Linked DNA regions of Mus musculus: region 1 is linked to region 2. The links are chromatin contacts, called in public promoter capture Hi-C maps. All regions are on one chromosome and are shown on one strand. The core of a region is the stretch at or near the end of the contact, and the rest is flanking DNA. Distances in the headings are between cores, read along the strand shown. Region 1 overlaps Cpeb1 (cytoplasmic polyadenylation element binding protein 1). Region 2 has its middle 18 kb from the start of Gm44968.

Evidence for each region. Capture Hi-C pulls out chosen DNA fragments and counts their contacts.
Region 1: a promoter capture Hi-C map of liver shows a contact between it and region 2. The contact joins two enhancer-like sites. A contact is called at or near these places in 19 of 39 promoter capture datasets (the 3T3-L1 cell line, 3T3-L1-derived adipocytes, the C10 cell line and 12 more), 1 of 115 datasets of contacts at active chromatin or transcription factors (CD8 T cells) and 3 of 9 other capture datasets (adipose tissue, liver and pancreatic islet).

Annotation. Positions count from the first base shown.
Region 1 is chr7:81,365,376-81,370,595 of GRCm38.p6, forward strand. The region is part of intron 3 of Cpeb1 (cytoplasmic polyadenylation element binding protein 1); the gene reads right to left. Among named protein-coding and RNA genes, the nearest start is that of Rps17, 23 kb to the left of the region's middle. Within about 2 kb of position 2,811, at least 4 of the 459 cell types and tissues checked have an H3K27ac peak or open chromatin away from gene starts, as enhancers often do. A contact at or near this core is called in liver, where this site is marked.
Region 2 is chr7:81,185,470-81,190,680 of GRCm38.p6, forward strand. No RefSeq gene overlaps it. Among named protein-coding and RNA genes, the nearest start is that of Gm44968, 18 kb to the right of the region's middle. Within about 2 kb of position 3,727, at least 11 of the 459 cell types and tissues checked have an H3K27ac peak or open chromatin away from gene starts, as enhancers often do. A contact at or near this core is called in liver, where this site is marked.

The DNA of each region.
Region 1 (5,220 bases), core at 1,561-4,060, 180 kb after region 2:
ACAGCAACTTAAAAGCTTCAGATCTGTCCTCCCTGAGGGTTTATGTGCAGCTGACAGAGGAGTAACAGTTTCTTCAGCAATGAAACAACTGGAAAACTAAGGTGCCTATATCTTATAAACTACCCTAATGAAACCCTTTAGATCTCTGCCTCTCTCACTCCCCACACCTCCCTCTCCCCCTTCCCCCACCACATGTACCCCTTAAGAAAATTCTTTTGGAGCTGTATAAATAAGCCCTAAGCTTCCACTATGCCCAAAGGCTAAGAATGTCAGCAGATAATATCTGAAGTCTATAGCAGAGACTTCTTAGCTTTGCTATAACCTGTCTACTTGGCATTTCAATCAATGTTTGTTTGTTTGTTGAGTCAGGGTCTTACCATTCATCACCTGCTGGCTTGGAATTATCTATGTACACTAGGCTGGTCTCAAACTAGTGATCTTTTCATCTCCCAAGTGCTGAGATTACAACATATAACCACTACACCTGGCTATCATCAGTGTATTTTTCAAGTGCTTTAATTTATGACTGTCTTTTGTTACTATAAAAATTTCATCAAACTGTTACCACATTGGGAACACGATATTTGAGGAAACCTGAATTTGTGTTCCCAAGGTATGGTCATTCATACTGGGCTCCAAAATAAATGACCTCTATTTTCTTTTAGGTGAGACCTGTGTTTTTGCATCATCACATAGCACAAAGACATATGAAAAAAATTGTAAAAGGAAATAAGTAGTTTAAAGGGGTCATAGCTAGGGACACTAAGGACAAGAATGGGCTATGGGAACTATGCTTTTACCCAAATTGGTTTTGATTTTGTTTTGTAAGTGCTTTTTAAATAGCCCCAAACCAACACAGTAGTCAATACAGGTGATTTTCCTCCTTCCCTCCAGTTTATTATATTCACTTGTATTGATACATGTTTTGCCAGCTACAAATTCTATTTATCTCAGCTAACTTGCAAACTGTTAGTATCTTGGAATTCTTGCAAATTATCTTGTCAACAACAGGAATTTTATCTACAGAAAGCTTCTACTATGAGCATGGCCTGATGGCATATTCCCTTAATCCCAAGACTTGGAGGTGAGGCAGGTGGATCTCTGTGAGTTCCAGGACAGTCTAGTCTACACAGCAAGCTCTAAGTTAGTTAAAGCTACATAGTAAGATCCATCTTCCTCAAACACCAACAAAAGGAATCCTCTACTATGGTAACAAGCCTATCCAAATAGAAAATGGCATAACAACCCACACTAGTTGATTCCACTTTCTCAAGAGATGGTCAGTCATCTATTTTATGACTTGGACCAGGTTCAGTTAAGTTCCTACTAACAGCAACTTTTCCACTCACTGAACATCAAAACACATCTCAGATATGAATCTTTCCCTAAATCCTAATAAGTATTAGCCTATCTTAACAAAGTTTTGAGGTTAGCAATGTCCATCCCATAGCAGAGCACAGTACAGAAGTGCATCATTCACTAGCTACAGCAATCATTACTGAGACCTTGTGTCTACTTATTTTCATGTCCTTAGCACATCTCCTTTTTGTTCAAATCTTTTAAGATCATCAACCACAGATGATAAATCTCACCTACCAGAAGTTCAGGGGACCTAAAAAGAAAGGTCTCAAAAGTTAGGGATGGCCATGGTAAGAACTCATTAAAATGTACCTAAAACACCACTTGAGGTCTGAACCAGAATCTGCATTTTAACAAGATCCCTGTGAGGATAGATACACTAAAGATACACTAAAGCTTTGAAAACTCCAGCCAAAATCCCTATGTTTTATTACTTTAAGTTCCTAATTACTATACCCTTACTACACCCAAACATGCTTCATATGAAATTATTTATGTTAATTTAAAGGTTGGAGCGTATAAATAAAGCTCTTACAGTATAATGAAGACTAACATTCAAGGACATAGAAAGCCAAAATGACTATACAGGGCATTTCACAAAGAGTCTGATTTCTAAAAACACTGTGTGGAAGTAGGGAAGAAGCAGAGAGGCAGAGAAACACAGCACCACGAACAATAAAGAATAAAAAGAATGACATGGAATATAATACTTTCGGGAAAGTGATGGCCGGAACTAGCTGCATCCTGTAAAAAGCTCACATTGAACAGAAGCAAAGGAGCTAAGGCCTATTGCTTCAAGCAGATACGTGTTTTAAAAAGCAAGACAATTGCTACAGAATTGATGGGGCTAGAGATGGCTCAGTCATTAAAGGCTAAGGTAAAACATTCATAAAAAGACATTACTGTATTACTGGGCACAGGACAAATTTGGAATATAAAAATAATAGTTTAATAAATGAATATATCTATTTTAAACTGCCCAAAGAAATTTGGAATGTAAAAATAATAGTTTAATAAGTGAATATATCTATTTTAAACTGCCCAAAGTTCATTATTGCTCTGTTATAAACAAATCTAGATAAAATTGTTCACAAAGAATATGTATACACATATAAAGAAAATGCACAGCTGATAAAGGGATAAAATGAATGCCAACAATAGGAAAATCTGAATTAAGCTGGCTTGAGATCTCTTTCAGCCCACAGAATGAGCCAAGTTTCTGGAAACTGTGACCCACAGTCAGATGCCCTCGAGTGACCTGACTGTCCCTTTACAGCCCAACCCGGCAGAAGGTTCCAACTCATTAATGCCATTTCAGAGCACAAGAGACCAAATCAGCAGTAATTATTTTTAGACTGATTTTAAACTTTCTCTACTTTCAGCCTTCTCTCTATGCCAGGTCTCCAGTTTTTCAGCTGAGTCACTGTTGGAATTTTCTGAAGCCTGCCTCCCTCTCCAAGAGTCTAAAGGTGCCCAGATCTGATGTTAGCACTGGCAACAGTAGTGGGTTGGGACTGGAGGCCGTTATCACAAGACACAGCTCTCAGCTCAAGCTCACAGGACACAATCATCAAATACTTGTAATCTATAAGTGCAGTCACAGGGAAAATCTTGGAGCCATCACTCCAATCCTAGGTGTATGGCTGTATACTGGAAGCCTATGTGTACCCTTAGTTCTGAGGCTGCCTGCAGAGAGTTGAAGCAAATCTGCAAGAAAACTTAGTTGTGCCCTGGACATCCATATTCCATATTGGAGAAGCCTAAACCTATTTTGAATGCTGGCTCATTAACAGTTTGAAAAAGGTTGGGAAAGCAGAGCAAAAGTCATTTGTATCATCCCAGGCTGCTCTACCCTATGGATCAATGGGGAAGTCTGCAAATGAAACAGCACAGGGAACATTACATTCAACTGGTCAACAGGACAGAAACCAAAGGAGATGAATAGGTTAATCTCATGAGACTTCTAAAAGGGAATTAGAATAGACATGTCCTCTGGCATCCTCAGGCTGAGTATCTCACTTGCCCACTGGGCTTCTGTACAAAGTGGCCATTAAGAGTTCTTTCTTCCAGGTCCCTCAAGGTAGATTTGAAATGTCACTTCACTCTCCTGCTGAGTAATGCTGCATACAGAAGAGTCATAAGGGGAAAGGCTTTAGAAAGACAAATCCAGTGGGTGGTTAAGCTGATGAACTGAGACCAAGGGTGGAAAGCGAGTGGGAAGTGTCTGTCAAGTGCCCTCATCTTAAGAGATTTCATCAATGAACAGATCACCCCAGGCTTCTTACTTAGCTACATGAGGTTACCTTAAGTCTGGTCTAACATATTAAGGTTCTGGTCACAGAAAAGGGGTTTAATAGGAAGAATGGGAGGTTTAGAACAAAAGACACCAGGTTTGGAATGCTTAGACAGACAATAGATGCCACTTTGTGTACTTTTGCAAGTTTTTCCTCATCTGTACAAGCACTAAAATCATGTGCTATGTTCAGCATTAAAAAAATTAAGATATGTTGGCTGTATATCACTTCATTCCTCAACATGGGGTATATAGCCTTGACATACTATTAAAGGACCTTTTCCTTGATAGTCATAGTGACTGTTTCTTAAGAAAACTTCTGCTTATTTCCTCTGGGTGTGCCCATATATGCACATGTATGTAGGTAAGAAAAATGTTGGGAGTTGGTGCTCTTTTTCTACCATGTGGATCCCAGGGATCAAGCTCAAGTTGTCAGGCTTGGTGGCTGTGCCTTTATCTGCTGAGCCAACGTCCTGGAGCTTCTTAATGACAGTGATTTCATCCTATTCACTGGCATACCTGCAGTACCCAACAGTTTCTGGCACATAGTGTGTAATGCCCGAGTAAATATTATAGTCAAAATCTTCAGTCAAGAGCCCTATGCTCCAACCTTGCCTAATGCACTGTCAAATACTTAAAAGTGGTAGAAGACAGTCAGGTATGGGGCTACAACTTACTGGGGAAGTATCATTAACCAGAGTCTAAGCAATAACAGGCTCCACACAGAGACAAGAGGATACCAGGCTGCTTGCAAGTACAACTCACAGGTTTTCTGAAGCTATTGAACTATCTCCACCCTTCCTCAAGAAACTGACTGAAATTGGTTTTCAGATGGAAAGCAGTGTGGGCACTGGAATGTGGGCTGTTTGTTCCCGCATTACTGGCAAGGGTGCACGATCTGGCACTGCAGCTGGCTGGTGGGAGGGCTCCATCCTACTCTAGGAGACAGCACCCTCATATGGGCTTTCCACGAAGGCACAAAGCTTAGGAAAAGGAGAAGGCTACCACCACAGCTCCTAAAGGCAAACACAGAATGGAGATGTGGAATGAGTATGTTTTAAGCCCCAGAAAGCAAGAGGTGCTCATGCTAACCTAGTCAGATCACTGCACTGGGGCCAGTCTCAAGTCTTTATACATTCTGAAGTTCAGACTGCAGCCCTTCCCTAATCCACAAAATCATGTATTATTTATTACTAAATGCTTGGTATGGAAGGTAAAGAAAGACACCCCCTTTTCAGACTAATAGCTCTAAGATCTGGTTCTTCAGAGGATGGGAACGCTAATACAATCATGCCTAGACCTGGCTTTTCCTTTTATTTTCTTTCCTTCCTGAGACAAGGTCCTGCTACATTGCCCAGGTTGACCATGAATTCCTGAGCAGACAATTACCTTACTGTACAGCTGTTAGAACAGGCTTTCTAAGCTTCAAGATGGACACATCTAAATTTCCATGGGCCTAGTTCAGAAGCTAACTCTGTAGCTAAGACAAACAGGAGGAAAGAAGGGCCACACCCCAATTGATGCCAGCCAGCACAAATCAGAACTGATGACCACACACAGGTGCTCAT
Region 2 (5,211 bases), core at 2,477-4,976:
TTTTGTTTTGTTTTGTTTTATTTTGTTTTGTTTTGTTTTGTTTTGTTTTGTCAGTTTGACACAAGTTAGCTTTGTCTGGGAAGAAATCCTCTGAAAAAATGCCTCTATCAGACAGACTAACTTAGAGGCAAATCTTTGAGGGGTTTTCTTAATTAATGATTAGTGTGGAAGGACAGAGCTCACTGGGGGCCATGCTGTCCCTGAGCTGGTGGTCCTGGCTTGTATAAGAAAGCAGACTGAGCGAGCCATGGAGAGCAAGCCAGTAAGCAGCACCCCTCCATAGCCCCTGCTTCAGTCTCTGTCTCTAGTTTGTTTTGTTTTTAAATCACAGCACTAGAATCTCCGACTAGAACAGTTAGGATGCAGATGCCATTTCCCAACCTCCTTGTGGCTAAGTGGTTGCCACAGACCATCCCAGTCGGGTATGGGGGTCCTTGGAATGAGGGTCCTCGAAGCTAGGTGGGTAAGGATTCGGCAGTGACAAACAGAAACAAACACAGAGGCAGTTTGAATCTAAGTGTATTTTGCAGCTCTCAAGCAGGGGTTTTATACATTCAAAGAACAAATATTACAACCCTTAGAAGATGTGTTCAGTGAAGCAATCACAAATACCATCATTATCATTTGGCACAGTAAAGCACAAAAATCAAGCAAATATTACAACTCTGAAAAGATGTACTCAGTGAATCACAAACAGAACAGGTGACATCATGATTAATAGAGATCATCCAAGCATAACAACTCTGAGAGGGTGTATTCACTGGGGCAGTCATCCAAGGCTGGTGGCATATTTCCAAGAGCAGGTTAATAAATCTTTATGGTCAAATATTTTTTAACATCTAATGCCTGATATTTTATAAATCTTCAACACATAAGTTTAAACTATTTTAATTCTTTCTAATTAAGGCTTTCTTTACCATATATCAAACCCTACCTCTGATGACACAAGTGTAGCCATATGAAATTTTATTGTTGGGAATGTTTTTATCTGTCTTAATACTATTATATAATTTTGTAAGTGATTTATAAAGTAAAGTGTTGGTTTCCCTGGGGATAAGGTCATGTTAGTGACCCCATCTCAAGGGATGGTTTCTTACCCATTATTCTTGCTTAAGATCTAGGCCTAGGCTACCAGGAACATGTAAATAAGAAAAGGAATAAGAGAAAACAAAACAGGGGGCTGGTGAGATGGCTCAGTGGGTAAGAGCACCCGACTGCTCTTCTGAAGGTCCAAAGTTCAAATCCCAGCAACCACATGGTGGCTCAAAACCACCCCTAATGAGATCTGACTCCCTCTTCCGGAGTGTCTGAAGACAACTACAGTGTACTTATAATAAATAAATAAATCTTTAAAAAAAAAAAAAAAAAAAAGAGAAAACAAAACAGATAGATTGCCATGAGAACTACGGCTCGATATTTTGCTCCTGCCAAGAGTTCCACAACCGGCTCCAGGAGACCTCCTTCTTTTGAAGTCTACCACCTCAGTCTGTGGAACTTGTCCCATAGATTCTACTGGGTTTGGTGTGGCAGGTGGTCAGATAATGAAGGTCTGGCCCACAGGGTGAGCTGAAGCCAACCAAGCTGACTGTAGTGTCATGCCTTTAGAGGAAGGCTGGGCAGAGGTTTCCTTAATGGATATGATAGTTAATCGTCATTGCTAGCTTGACCAGAGTTGGACTAGTCTGGAAGACATACCTCTGGATGTGTCTATGGGGAGATGTGAAGACAGGGTAACTGAGGGAGAAAGACCCACCCTGGTGTGAGCTGCACCATCCGCTGAGCACCAGGAGTCCCTGCTCTCTGCATTCCAGTCTGCCTAGACAGTTAAGAGTTTCTACTGCATATTTCCATCACCAATGCTCCCCACGATGGACTGCACTCCCTTAAACTGGGCACTAAATTAAATCCTTCATCCTGCAGGTTACAACCACCAGAAAAGTAATGGAATGGGTCAGATAGTAAACAGTGGAGGTCTTATTATCTCCATCGCAGATAGATAACCACTGTAGTTTAAAATCAGCCATGCACAATGAGTACTTATACAAACGAGAGTATAACATTTTAGTTTATTTGAATAACTAAAATCATAATTTGAATAAAAATTTGACAAACTATGTTTACAGAATGAGGTTCTGGGCTGAGGAGATGGGTCAGTTGGCGAAGTGCTTGTGGTACAAGCAAAAAGACATGAGTTCAAATCCCTCGAACCCATGTAAAAAGCTGGGCATGCTGAATGCACCTGTTGAGGGGAAACACGGAGACAGAGGGGTATCTGGGGCTGGCTGACCTGCCACCCAAGACGCATTGGATGGTTTCAGGATTAGTGAGAGACGCTGTCTCACTGGAACAAGATGGAAGGGCAGCTGAGAGCGACTCGATGCTGACCTCTGGCCTTTATACGTATGTGCACATCATGCCCATTACGCCTCACAAAACACAAAAACAAGCCCTACTTTGTTGACCCTGCCTTAGATGAGGGCTCACCACCCATGTGCCTGGTCCTTTCTGCATCTGTGTTTCACAAAGGTTGGGATGCAGATAGGAAGGGGAGCCATCTTCTACGAGGAGGCGAAAGAGAGCCTGCTAGGGATAGGGCAGACTCACGTGAGAAGAAGTCGAATCCCTGAAGAGAGGCTGCCATAAGACTGTGCTCCTGAGCGCTTCCTCGGTGCTCTGCACAGTACCTGAGACCCACAGCCTTGGAGGGGAAAGGCATGGTTTGGAACATGACTTCAGAGGCTTCTCTCTGAGGTTGCTTGCTTGTCACGGGCTTGTGTTGAGGCAGAGCATGTATCAAAGAAAGCATGGTGGGGCAAAGCCACTTACCTAGTAGCAAGAAAACACAGAGACAGGAAGCCATCAGGGACAAGGTATTCCCTTCAAAGGCTCACCCATTGCTTTCTCAAAGATGACCCACTTACTCCAATCAGACTCCTACCTCCTAGCTTCCTCCACCTTCCGATAGAGGCATAGAATTGGAATCCATCAATGCACTGACCCACTGATGAGGTTAGGGGCCTCTGGATCCAATTAAATCTTCATGATTGACTCTATGTCCTGGGCACAGAACCTTCAGCACATGGGCCTTTGGAAGGATACTTCACATTCAAACCCTAATAGACTAAAAGACAGTCTAGACCAGTGGTTTTTAACTTATGGGTCATGACCCTTTCACATGGGTCACATGTCAGATATCCTGCATATCCGATGTTTGCATTACAATTCATAACAGCTGCGAGATTACAGTTGTGAAGTTACAACGAAAGCAATTTTAGGATTAGGGTCACCAAAACATAAGAAATTGTATTAAAGGGTCGCAGCATTAGGAAGGTTGAGAGCCACTGTTCTAGAGTAACAGAGTATCTAGACGTCATTTGAGGGGAATACATACCTGACTTGTTTTTTGGAATCTCTGTTACATGTACCCTGCCAGTGGACATGAAGCACAAACAAAACAAGGGATGGCATTACATGTAATGGACGAGGGGTGGGGGAGAGAATATTATCAACCCAGTGCCCATCTCCCATGCACTCCTTGTTTTATGTTAACATGGGGCTGATGGGGTTGACGGAGGTCCTATAATGGGACCATTCTAGCAAAGTCTAAACGGAGAATAACTCTCCACTGGCCATAGAGACTTAACGAAAGACTGAGTCCTGAGCCGTGTGGGGAGAGAGCCAGATGGAGCACGGCAGCTTCCAGCCTCAGACTCACTGGCACAAGAGCTGGGAAAAGGCAGGTCTATTGTGGAGAGCCTTTCTGCCCGCGGTGACCTGGTTGGGTCGGTTAGGGTTACTAGCAACTGGCCACAAGTTAGAATCACCTGAGTGGGGAGCCTCATCTGAGAAACTGTCCTGATTGGCTTAATTGATGTGGTAGTACCCACCCCCCAGTGTGGGCGGCACCTTCTGGTACGAGCCTTGGTAACACAGCATGGCAGAAGGAAGTATATTGACCTTTTATACGGTTGGCCTTCGCTCTTGTCACTGGGCTGATTTATCCTGCCGCTGCTGCTGCTTTCCCTGGTCTCAGAATGGTGTTTCCAGGCTTCTAATGAGGACCAGTGGCTCTTCAAAGGCCTCCAGGTTTTCCGAGCCTGATTGGGACCTCTGAGCAAGCCAGTAAACAACATTTGGCAAAGGTGTCTGCTTCCTTTCCTGCCTCCAGGTTTCTGCTTCCAGGTTCCTGGCCTGACTTCCTTCAGAGATGGACTGTGAGTTGGTAAACATGAGATGAAGTAAATTCCTCTCTCCCCCAGGTGCTTTTGGTTAGAAGGGTTTATCAGAGCAATGGAGAAGCTAACTAAGCACTGGTCTACTGGGAAGCTTGGCCCAATCTAACCAGTCAAATATCTGTCGTCTCCTGGTAGGGATCAGCATGAAGTCACCAAAAGAGGCACTCTCAGTTTTCCCAAGAAGCCCTCCAACCTGTCAACCCTTGCCACCCCTGTTCAAAGCCACAAGAGAAAGATAGTTTACCAAGAACTGTTTGTTCAAGTTCCTACACAGCCATATTGTCATCTACACAAACACCTTTCCTGTCATTGCAAGATGAGACTCCTCATTTCTCTTTCCTGTAAGACAGGTGATGTTCCACAGACTGGGGCTGCCCACTGCCGCATGCAAAGCTGCAGACACCTAACGGACAGGAAATACTTTGTACTCGATGACTCTGCCTGTCATATAGCTGAACATGGTGGAGGGCCCCAGGTCACAAAGCTTCCCACAGACTGATTCGGGAGCCACTCAGCTCCATCTGACACCAGGACATAATCTCACCCACCCACCCACCCATGCACCCCAACCGCCCTCCCAGCCCCAGCATAGCTTCTTTCTCTTTCCAGAAAAGACAGAAGTCCTTTAGGAATGGGAAACCCAGGCCTTGTGTGGTAGCTCATGCCTATAATCCCAGCTCTGGGGAGTTCCAAGGGCAGCCTGGACAACCTATTGTGTGGGCTATAGTGTATGACACCATCTCAAAACAAGGAGCAGAGAGCAGAGAGAGCACAGCAGGGAAGGACTCCTGAATTTGGAGTTTGATACCCAGGACTCACTTGGTGGAGAAAGGAACCTGATTGCTGCAGGTTGTTAACCTCTTCGCTGGTGCTGCACTTTGGCTTTTATTTCCTGAAATAACATCTTTCTCACCAAGATTCATTTGTATTTGTATTTTTTTTTAAAGATTTATTTATTATTATATGTAAGTACACT